2 separate regions of the Xenopus tropicalis genome follow, and region 2 is linked to region 1. A link is a contact called in public Hi-C data. All regions are on one chromosome and are shown on one strand. Each heading gives the region's core, a stretch centred on a gene start, on an enhancer-like site or on the middle of the called end of the contact. The rest is flanking DNA. Distances are from core to core; before and after follow the strand shown. Region 1 overlaps clybl (citramalyl-CoA lyase, mitochondrial). Region 2 overlaps clybl (citramalyl-CoA lyase, mitochondrial).

What was found. A called contact is a pair of places that touch in the nucleus more often than the background predicts.
Region 2: a contact with region 1 is called in a Hi-C map of neurula embryo, with 1.7 times the contacts expected there. The contact joins two enhancer-like sites. A contact is called at or near these places in 2 of 5 Hi-C or Micro-C datasets (brain and neurula embryo).

What each region holds. Positions count from the first base shown.
Region 1 is chr2:120,919,573-120,925,925 of UCB_Xtro_10.0, forward strand. The region is part of intron 1 of clybl (citramalyl-CoA lyase, mitochondrial); the gene reads right to left. Among named protein-coding and RNA genes, the nearest start is that of clybl, 83 kb to the right of the region's middle. Within about 2 kb of position 2,914, at least 2 of the 11 cell types and tissues checked have an H3K27ac peak or open chromatin away from gene starts, as enhancers often do. A contact at or near this core is called in neurula embryo, where this site is marked.
Region 2 is chr2:120,968,032-120,973,942 of UCB_Xtro_10.0, forward strand. The region is part of intron 1 of clybl (citramalyl-CoA lyase, mitochondrial); the gene reads right to left. Among named protein-coding and RNA genes, the nearest start is that of clybl, 34 kb to the right of the region's middle. Within about 2 kb of position 4,025, at least 2 of the 11 cell types and tissues checked have an H3K27ac peak or open chromatin away from gene starts, as enhancers often do. A contact at or near this core is called in neurula embryo, where this site is marked.

The sequences.
Region 1 (6,353 bases), core at 1,664-4,163:
TGAAATCTCTCTGTCCTTCCTGTAGGCTGCCAGCGGCATCCTTCCTATTCTCTGAGCATGTGTGTAACTTGATCCTGTCTCCTGTTCTGAGCTACACATGCCCACCAGCCAATCAGAAGCGGATCTGGCAGAGGGGAATGAAACACATGTGCAGTATGAAGCAAGGAGGGAAAGGAAGGGAGAATACCTTTTTAGAGATGGCTGCCTGTTCTAGAAAATGTGAAGTAAGTGTGACTGAGTAAATATTTGATTAGGTGAGCCAAAAGTGTGGCGTTTTTACTAAACAATAGGAGGACTATTGGGCAGTATGCTTTTTAAATTTTGACTTGCATTCTCCTTTAAGGGTTCCGGTTTGCTCCTAGTGTTTCTGTGTAATACATTTTTGGATTATATCAGTGTACAGAGATTTAGGTGCATCTCTGCCTTTTAAAATGAGGTACAGGAAAGCAGGGGTGTCTCCAGGGGCCTACTTTTTTTTCTTATCCTTCTATTCAGGCCCTCTACTATTCACATTCTAGTCTCTTATTGAAACCAATGCCTGGTTGTTATGGTAAACTGGAACCTAGCAACCGGATAGCTGGTTGGAGAGTTGCAGAACACAAAGCTAAATAATTAAAGAATCGCAACTGAAAATTGTCTTACAAAAGCAGGCTCTAGACCGATCATACTAAAAGTTAAATTAAAGGCATACAACCCCTTTAATGAATTATAAGATAATGAAAATACCTGTAACAAAACAAATAGATTATTTGCAACCTACCCACAGTGAAAAACATTTCTCATTAACAGGTATGAGCTAAAAGTTTAAGTTATGTTATAAATGTTAATTTTAAAAGACTTGCACCTTTAGCATTGTTATTCAAGAGACATATATGCGAAATAAGACGTTACAGAAACTACTGTAATAGATATGTCTGAAAAATGAAAATAAAAACAAAGTTAAAAAAAATAAAAATAGCTGTAACATAGTTATTAGATTTTCTTGTAGAGGGCAACAGGCTGTTTGGATTTATTACTACATATGAAAAATTAAAGAAAGGTCTTGCTAAAGAGTACCAAGTCTCTATAGCTTCCCATTGTATCACGTATTGGAAGTTATGAGTCAAGATAAGGGTCTTGTCAAACAGACCTTTAATATTTGGATTATATTATGGATCACAATAAAGCAACTAATATTATATTAAAGCACTGGTACATCTTGGATAGTGGTAGGAGTTATTGGAAAAAGCCTTGTTTAAAAAAATAGAAGAAACCTACTATTAAAGAGAAATTAGAAGTCAAGGTACTGCAACCCAAGGATAAAAGTAACAGGAGAAATGGAAATATTTTATTTGTTATATACTGGGAAAAATACTGGGAGAAGGCTAAGGGAACCAACATTAAAATTGCTGAGCATAGAGGTGATAAAGGGAAATGTATTCCATTTATCTATAAGAATTATGCAAAAGCCACTTTGCAGAATTATTTTTTTTTTATTTATATCATTGGCACATAAAGGGTTATCCAATAAGATGCAATTTAATGCCTTGTTTTGTAGCCCCACGAGTTACTCTTTATATTCCTTGTAGATTGTAAGCTCTTTCCTTGTAGATTGTAAGCTCTTTTGGGCAGGGCCCTCTTCACCTCTTGTATCGGTTATTGATTGCTTTATATGTTACTCTGTATGTCCAATGTATGAAACCCACTTATTGTACAGCGCTGCGGAATATGTTGGCGCTTTATAAATAAATGTTAATGTAATGTAATGTAATTAGTCTGTATATATTAGCAGCATCCATGGGTAACTATGGGCATAGAAATGCTGTATATAAAGACTGGAAACTGTATACTGTGCAGTGGTACACAAACCAGTAGGGGAAAGCACGGCCATCTTTGTTTCATCCAGAAGTGTGCATGTTTGCTGGGACAGAGGAAGAGTGGCAACAACTTTATGGTTCATTTTATGGTTCATTGAATTTTCACGTTATCTTTCATATTCTTCACAATAATTTCTCCATTACCTTTCTTTACTACAGCCCTGGAGACAAGCCCTTGGACTGAAATTATCTTTTTAATATCTTGAGTTCCTAAAAGCATATACTTTTTACTGATTTTACATATAAGAAACTGCTAATGAATTGGTTTGTGCAATATTTTATGAATTAGGACAGTTAGTTGACTAGAAGACTGGCCAGGCATGCATTTAATAGGTTTTAACCAATTGAGAAATACATACTTTTATTAAGCATTGTATTAAGAATACATTTATTTGGTGGCAAGGTTACCCCATAACATTTATATTTTTTCATTACTTTTATAACATATATGTTTTTCAACAATCATTTTTCTTCATATTCTTTTAATTTTACATCATTTATTCCAAGATCCATCAGTAGAATAAAATGTTTGGTTGAGAAAGCACAGAAATTAATAAATTTAAAAACTATAAAAAAATAATTTTCAAATATAAATCAGTTTAAGAGCATTATGCATAAAGCATATTAGGTTTTGTCATTGTATAAACATGCACCTAAACTGTAATGAATACCTAAGATTTAGAAAAATTATTAGTCTAAATGCAGAAATGACTTCTATAAAAGGTATACACATACCTATTGTTTAAGTATGTTTTCTTTATGACCTAGTAAAGTTGTTTTTGAGAATTCTCTTAACACAACAATATTAGATGGCATTGCCCCTTAACACTTAATTTTCTATCATTCTAAAACGTAACAAGTTAAAAAGCCTGGCACAAAAATGGTAAATGCAAAGTCTAAATTTAATATATTTATTTTTCAATGACTGCACAAGGTAAAAAGTTTTGCCAAAGCAAATCCAAGATCACAGACACCCCCCCCCCAATTCCTAGCACACACACTCCACATTAATTAGATCTGGCTGAGACTTCACACTCTTATCATGACTGCTGAGGAGTGCCAAGTCCTTTTGTGTGAAAATAGTCTTCTGCCAGCACCAACTGCAAGTTAACTTAATGCCTGAATTTAATGCTGAGGATTTTACTACACAACCTGAAACAAACAGATTTATGGCTAAACATTAAATAGCAAGCCAAAAGTCCAAATTTAGAGGTTTTATTGACTTCTTAGAAACAAAATAACCAGGCATATTAGTGTTTGGATTGTGCAACAGACATTCAGTTCCATTGTACTACTCAGAAGGGCATGAAAAGAAACCCTACTGTTTGAAATCCAGCGGAACATCCCCACAACAGAGCACAACTGTTCCCTTATGCATGAATGGGAAGGAGATGAAAGGAAAGATGGACTTCTGAGGTACTGAAAAAACAAAGAAAACAAAAGTGCTGATCATGAGGGAATGACACAACTCATTGCTACGAAAGGGATGAGAGAAAGGATCTCGGACAATGGAGAAGACAGCTAAGTGACATGTAGAAGAATTGAAAAATCTACAGAAGAACTGCCTTTTCTTTCTGCACTTGATGAGAAACAATTAGATGTTGGTACAGCCATCATAAAAAGATAATTGAAACCTGTTACTATCAACCTGTGTACAGTGGGTGACCCCCACAAAGGCTTTACATTACAAATTAGAATTTTGCCCTCTGTCATCTACACCACTGACCAAAATAAAAGAATATAATTTCTCTGATGCTTTACTTTGTTGGGGTTCAGCAGGAAATGTGGCACAGATAAAAAAAATTACATGATTACAGACATTTCTCACCATTCACTAAAATCCAACTCACTCAAATGCAGACAAAAATGGAAAAAATTAAACCTTTCCAACACTCAGTTATTAATCAAATATCAGTCTTTAATGAGGACCATGAAATATTCTGTGAACCGAAATGTAAATAAAGTAACAGACCAATAAAGAAGGAAAACAGGAAAATGCTAATTCATAATGGTCTTTTTTAATACACAATTGCCTTATTAACACAGTGCAATTTTATTAAATATTCAAAAAACAACATATTATTCCTACTTCTGCATAACTTGCATTACATATACGTCATACCACCCCCCCCCCCCAAAAAAAATACACACAAATAGGTTAACTTACTTCCAGAGCTTTTTTTCGTTTTGCAAAACAGCCTGGGAAAAAGGCGCTTTTCACAACTAGCCTATTGACTGTTATTATTTACGGAGTAACATGCAAGAAGATCACAAAAGTGAAAAGCAGTTATTGACCCTGTCAAAATACCTGATTAATGGATAAACGCTGTAATTGATTAGCAGAGAAGTGTGAATTAAAACAGAACTCGGCATCAATAATGAGCCTCTTACAAAGGTAGCTGACATAAAATGTAAAACGATAGCCTGCAGCTATATCTCATCAAAGACAAGCTTCCTTAAAAAGCAAAAGGGAAAAACTGTCTCAGCGCCTTGTCCTCTGCAATTCTTTTGGTCTTTTCTTTTGGTAATGATGCTATGTATTAAACCACCAGCAAACTGTTATGGGAATTACTCATCAATCCACCTTCATACATCAAGTAAAGCAAGGCTGTTAAATGGATCTATTATCTTCCCACTTCTTTAACACTTAAGGAATTCCAAGCTGTTTTTTATTTTAAATGTGTGAACTCTGCAATTCCCTGAAATCCTTTCAAATAACTTTGTTTTTCTTTGAAAATTCTAAATCAAAATGATACAGTTACAGCTCTATTTAAAGAACCACCAAGAGATTAGATTGTATTTTCGCCCAATATCTTTTTTTGCACTTGCTGATATTAGCCAGAACAAGATTTTACTCCACAAAGTCCTATATTTCAACCTAATTAATTATTCTGGGTAGTTTAGAGATGTATAATTCTATTCACTTATCCAGTTAACATTATGAATGAACCTACCATATCCATTCACAGCTAAAATATATTTCTCTGTTTTTACTGATATCCTGAATTGACATTCTATAATACACAGAATGGAGATACAGTATCAACCATTCTCCTTTTGCATAAAGCCTTGTAGAACTGTGCTGTATTTCATTACATCCAGTATACTTTAGGTTTTGTGTTTGCAAGCTTTCACACAGCCCCCTCCAGCTCTGTGGCACCCTGTGAAACTGCATAGGTCAGGTGTAGGCTTGCCCTTTGCATCATACAGAGAAAAACTGGTTCCAAAGCTGCTCTACAGAATGCATTTCCAGGAACCCATATCTGGCCATTTTAAGGGGGATGTTTATGAATTAGCTATTGGGCCTGAAAAGGCTAAAAGTAAATCCCAAACTATGGGGCTCATTTATCAAAGTACGAATTTTCGCCAATTAAAAGCACGATTGGAAAAAAATCGGACTAACCACGATAATTTCTGATGTACGTTAATTGCGCGAAAATTTGTATCGTGGGTTATACGAAAATATTGTGGTGTGATCCGAAAGTTACGAAATTTTAGTATCCGAACGATCGTAAACGGCGGGAAAACCCTTCTGACTTGATCCTTCTGTGATTTTGGAAGCCTCCCATAGGACTCATTGGCACTCTGCAGCTCCAACCTGGCCAAAGGGAAGTCACAATACCGAAGCTTGAATGAATTCCGAAACTTTCGTAGTCATTGTGACAAATATAATTTTGTCACACAAATTGACGCAAAGCACAAAAGTTGCGTAATTTAATGAAAAAAAACTTAGAAAAAACGCAAAGTCATTCATACTCAGATAAATGTGCCCCTATGTGTTTTCGATAAGAAGACATGTCTAAAAATTATATGACTTAGGTATGCAATGGTGAACAGAACAGAATTCAGAGAAAAAAAGGACTCATGGCAATATAAGAACAGTAAGTACCCCAACATGAGAAAACTTAAATCAGAGATTTTCAAATTGGTGATCTCTGATAGGAGGAAAGCATGTTGGACATTCCTGGCATGAATATTACAACTAATAATATTACATTTTTTAGGGAATAAGTCCGATTAAGACTGAAGGATACAAAACATCCATACCTTGTCCTAAAATGTTTACTGAAGGTGAGCAATGCTCACAATAATTAATACACATATCACTTAGCAAAAGCAGAGGAGAAGCTATTAGGGTAAACATTTCTAAACTTTAAAGGTGGCAGCCATTCCTAAACTGTGGGCCCAGGAGGGCCCCTAGAAGTGGATAGTGAAATGTGCATTGGGTGGATGCATTCAGTACTGAATGGAATATGGACATTTGCAAAGAACAGTATGCAATTGTAATTTTGCATATTTCCACACTTGCTGATTTATCAGGTATGTGGGTATTCCCCATTATACTGTAGATATACTGATAGTATATGTGTAAGTGGAGTGAGTGTGTAGCAGGGTACACTGATAGTTATGATATCTGACCATTATAGTCACAATTTTTAACGTCAAGTTACTGAGCACCTTACAACTGCATTCCTGTTCCTATAAATTTGTGGATTT
Region 2 (5,911 bases), core at 2,775-5,274, 50 kb after region 1:
AATAACTTTTTCCCCTTTGTAGCCGAGTACACGGTGGCAAGCATGCAACAATATGATATATGTATTTAGTTTAAATCTCTCCACATCCGGAATTTAGTGCACACAATACACACTAAAGGACAACTGAAGATCCACTTAGTCTGGCACTGCCCAATATTTCTCACTTCTGAGCTCAGAAAGCAGACATTATTAGTCATACCCTAGCCTTCATCATCCTTTAGGACCCACTTGTTCTCCTACCAAACCAGGTTTCGGAGACAGCCCCCTCAGAGCAGAACAATCACATTTGACATTTATCTCATCAAAAGGCCTTGATTTAGAAGTCTGCCCTTCCTTCTATCTCCTTGCAGTGGAAGGAGATGGTTAAAGCATGGGTCTTATTATAATATTAAATAATATAATGCAAAATATATTTTATTTTTCTAAAAAAAAAAAAAAAAAAAAAAAAAAGGACAACAGTAAAATGTATCCTGCTTGGTAGTTTACTAGCAGCTCTCACACCTCTCTGCACTGTAATGCAAGTAAAGAAGCAGGTTTCCAGATGGTGCTCCGCACCTGCAGTTAAGCAAAGACCTCACATTGCAGGTATAAATATCTGAAAACATCATCAACAGTTATTTATGAATAGTTGCTATAAACACTGAATGAAACATAGACTGTAATAAAGAAAACCTGTAGTCCTAATCCCTAAAACATGATGTTTTATTTAATAAAGCAATTTTATTGTCAATGAAAATAATAAAGTCCATATATTTATTCATTATTCCTAATGTGATGAAAGTGTAACTACTATTTTATGCCAAAACAAAAGTACAGAGTAAATCAAAACATTAATATAAACATCTGCACAAAATAGTGTACACATGAATCTAACTCAGACACAGAATTACATTTGAAAAAGTAATTTCTAGATTCTATTACAATTCAATGTATTTTAAATCTCTGTTTAAAACAAATTCCCAGATTCCTTAATTATCTATATCAGGAATTCTTGGCAGATTGTTTTCTTTTGTACATGAAGATTAAACAAGTCTTGCAGACATTAATAATGAGACCCATGCTTTAACCATTTACTTCCACTGCAAGGAGAAGGGAGAAAAAAAAGAGAGAGTTAAAAAAACATATAAAATTTGCAATTACAATTCCATGCAATATTATAAATACACGTAAAAGAATGCTTTTCACCCCATCTTGCAGCTTTGTAGCTGAGATGAATCTCAGATTCTAAAATCACCACAAGAAAAATTGTAGTACCCACAAGGAAACAAGTTCCCTGGTCTAAAGAAGTTTGGGCATTTGTCTCTTAAGCTTAGACTTACAATAACATACCTCTCTGAAATATCATAAATAATGGATTGCCATAGCAAGAAAACAAGTAAGACAAATTCAAACATCCTATTATTTTGTTACTTAGCAGTAACAAAGGCTACCACATGGCAAGAAAAATGCCAATACCAATATAGTTTTCCAAATCATTATGCCTCACTTAACTTGAATTTAACAAAACACTAACAGGGTTGGGTGTTAGTGCTTAGGCTGAAAACAGTCAAACATGTTCTGACTTCACAAAATAGTCAAACCAGAGAATGCTGGCCATAAGGGCATAAACTCCTCTTCTCAGCAGAACAGACTTATTCAATAACTTTTGTTCCTAAAAATATGCAAAAAAATAGATTAACAATGTTCTAGTCTTAAACAAGAAAGTAATACTGGAACTAAAAGCTAGAACAACACCATGTAATGACCTCAAGCAGAAACTTTTCTTCCCTGGTCCTGCTCTCAGTCACAGACTAAGAAAATGTTTAAAACACGGCATGTGTGAGTCAAGCCATGACTCACTTGTTCACAGGTATAATTCTAACATCTTAACTTATGCAAAACTGCACTTCTAGTTTCCTCCAGTTTTGCAAATTAACAGTAAACCACAAATTGCTGTCACAGAATCAGTAGTCACTGACATGTGATTAGCTCTTTTAAAGTACATGTAAAGTCTATTTTACTGGTTACCAAGATGTTAGGTGAAATAGATCATAGTTACATTAAGTTGGGTTGAAAAAAGACAGAAGTCCATCAAGTTAAACCCTTCCAAGTGAACCCACCACACACACATAAACCCTTAAGCCTATCTCTACACTCACAAACATAATCTATATATACCGACATCAGTACTAATTTTTGTATCACAATAGCCTTGGATATTATGCTTGTTTAAGAAATCATCCAAGCCTCTCTTAAAGGCATTAACAGAATCTGCCATCACATCATCATTCGGAAGGGCATTCACTGCCCTCACCGTCTTTGCACTCTCTTCAGCTCATTAATATCCTTTTTAAGGACTAGAGCCCAAAACTGCACTGCATACTCTAGGTGAGGCCTCACCAGAGACCTATAAACGGGCAAAATTATGTTTTCATCGCTTGTGTCAATAGTTTTTCCTTGGGCCACTGCTCCTGTTAAGAGTAAACTGCACCAGCCCATGGAAAAGCTACGTAAGAGGTGTGCCGGCATCTTCTAACCTGAGATCTTCATCCATTTGGAGTTCTGCACATGTGCAGTAGAGTAAATTGTGTTTGTTTACTCTACTGCAAACAGGGATTGTCACAAAGAACACTTGGGACACTGGTCGGAAGGTAAGTAATATGCCATCACAGAGCTGATACAGCTTTTCCTCAGACTGGCGTTTTCTCTGAAAGGGTCTCTGTCGTGATTTTTATGGTGTACTTTTTATTACTACATTACATTGTTTACATAACAAATAATTCACTCTACCATTTAAAATTTTATTCTTGAAACAACAAATGCATTTTAGTTGTAATATTGGTGTGTCGGCAGCCATCTCAGTGCATTGTGCCTGATTCTAAACTTTCAGAAGGAGCCAACGCTACACATTAGAACTGCTTTCAGGTAACCTATTGTACTCCTACTCTCCATGTAACCGGAGGAGTCCTAAATTGGACTTGGATTTTCTACTATTAAGTGCTAATCTATAGCTGCTATCTTGCTGCTGATCAGTTGCTTAAGGGGGAAGGGAGGGGGTGAGATAACTCGAACTTGCAGCTCAGCAGTAAAGAGTGACTGAAATTTATCAGAGAAGTCACATGGCTGTGGCACCCTGGGAAATGACGAATAGGGCTAGTCCCATGTAAAATTTAAAAAAAATCTTTCACTATTTCACTTTTAAATGGATTTCAATGCAGGATTCTGCTGAAGAAGCTCTATTAACTGATGATGTTTTGTTTTCCCATGAAAGTAATCCATTAACAGGAGCACCGACCTGGGGAAAAAACATAGCAATCTATTTCACTGGAAGGGGGGGGGGAGGTGCCTAATCTGTTTGAAAGAGAAGTTTTTCTAGGACCTTGGGTTTGACTCCAGCCAGGTTGTCTTGTTTCCCTAACCACAGAAATGTAGTAACGTGTATTGTATTATCCTGAGAATAACAAAACATAATATATGGTAGAGACTGGTGTATTTATTTATTAGTTCATTTGTAGTACTTTACCTTGCATAAATTAGCAGAACCTAAATGCTGTGTATGTATTACTGCTGGGATGCATAAGAGTTCAATGTTGTGAACACCCATCAGTACAAAGACTGTAGAATAGCAGTGCTGATTGGCACCACATGATATAAACAATGCACTCAGTGGGGAGATGAATTCACTAACAGAGGAGTTGAGGGCCTATGTATAAAAAAAAACAAAAACAAAAAAAAAAACAGGCTTCACACAGTTTTTAAAAGGTATGGTTACATTTACGATTGCAAAATTTGTGAAAATACCAGTATTGTATGTAAGCAAAGATGTTTTAATATGCACGTATTTGAATAAAATTGTGTTTTTAGGCATTTCTATTTACAAAATACACACTGCAATAATCTTGCATTCTAGACAAATTGAATACACTTACAATAGTATATTAATGAATGATACAACACTGTTGGTTTTGTAGTATAAACAGCACAAGAGGACCCTTTATTCTAAGAAAACAGCATGTCAGAGGTCAGCGTGTCAAGGGGTCAATAGAGCTGCTGTTCCTTTTGTGAGGATAAAGTACTAGAAAGAGACATTAAGTATTCTGACTCTATGGTTTCACTGATTCAGCTGATACATTCCCAGGGACAAGCTTTATTAGATGAAGAGGAAACACTTCACATACCTTCCTAACAAGTTTTTTTGGCAGGACAATAAAACATGATAGTGGAAACCTCTGAGAGAACAAAGAGTAACAACATACCTTAGTTGTGCTCCACACTGTAGCTCCAGTTTGTTGCTAATTCTAATTTCATTTTTTTTTTTTTTCAAAAAAGAGTGACAAAAAGTCCAATTACTATGGAAAATAAAACAGTTTACAGGTCCACAACAGGTAAACAAGGGAGGACTTGAACAACTAGCACTGCCATCAATACAAACAAGTAGACCACAAGAGGCCAGCTACTGTAAAATGAACCATGACAAATATTAATAGGTTTCATCTGGAAAAATGGCTACATGCGGTAATTGTCTTAATGTCTAATCAGATTAAATCAATATATTTTCTCATTGCCAAAGCAGGTAGGGAAGTGTAATGGGTGGGGTTAGGCATTGTTTGAATTGGGGTGGAGCGCAAAAGTAAGCCACAACTACAATTATAAGTAACACCCACAGCTATAAGAAGCCTTGCCCACCAGTACTTTCTGGTTTCACCCACTTTAAAGCAAAGCAATTTTGCTATTTCCATCAACTGAACAGTTTGATGCCCAATATGCATTGATTAAAATGAGAACTGTGCATATTACATTTCTTGGCTGCTAATTCAGCTTCTGAAAACACAGCACCCTGCCTGCATATTGTGTGTTGTAAAATACTCTAATAGTACGAAGACCCTAACAAACCAAATATGTTAGTTTTCTTCCAAACTACAAAGCTATTCTAAAGGCAGTGGTTTTCATGCCATTTATGAAAACTGCCCAAATTATTGAAACTTGCCCCATTTATCTCACAATTTTTTACTTACTAAAAAAACCATATGAACTCCAGGGAGTCTGCTGAACAGTTTTATAACCAATATGCATACATTTACCAAAGTATGCAAGCTAACTTGAGTTAACATGCCACACATCCAGGGACACTTCTAGAAAATTCAATTTAAATGGTGGCACTAATTGCATTTAATTTAAATGCAATCAGTTAACAGTAAGGGAAGTCCGTTTAACTTGCATTACCCCCCCCCCTTTTTTTCCCCCATGTGATCTGATAACTTTACAATGGTCTTCTCAAGGACAAGCACAGCTGTCAAAATCCCCTTCTCCAGTAGCAGCTGTTTTGCATTCTAAATATGTTGTATTCAACTGAATTTTCACTAAAGGAAACAATTTATTAAGAAGTTGTCCCTTTGGTGGTAGAGAGGACAGTATTTACAGTTGTCTATCAAGCATGTGGCTTGCAATGCCTGTTAATGGGTCATTAACACCAAAAGGAGAACATCTACAATTACAGATTATATGTCTATCCTGCAGGTACAAATAAAATATTTATTGGCAGGTTTAAATCCTACAGATGTGTAGAGGGCCACTGCATTTAATCTCTGTTTACATCCACCTAAGTTTAAAACCATTTTATTCTAAACATCTTATCTGTTATATGCTGTGCAAAGTGGGCCCTACAGGCCAATTTGATCTTGAATGGCAACACCATGGCTATACAGTAGCCAATTTAAATAAATTATATTAAACCTCCTGATTGAACACACTACTTTAACATGTACAGGTTAAGAGTAGATTATATTTAAATCTATACAAAGCCCTTTTCATTTTTGGTTTTTGGGCTTTTGAACCTTTATCATATATTTCCTCTTCCAAAGTCTGAATGTCAGTGTATCAATAAAATGTTACCGTATGCTATGAACATTTAATGAGAGATCTTGATACTACC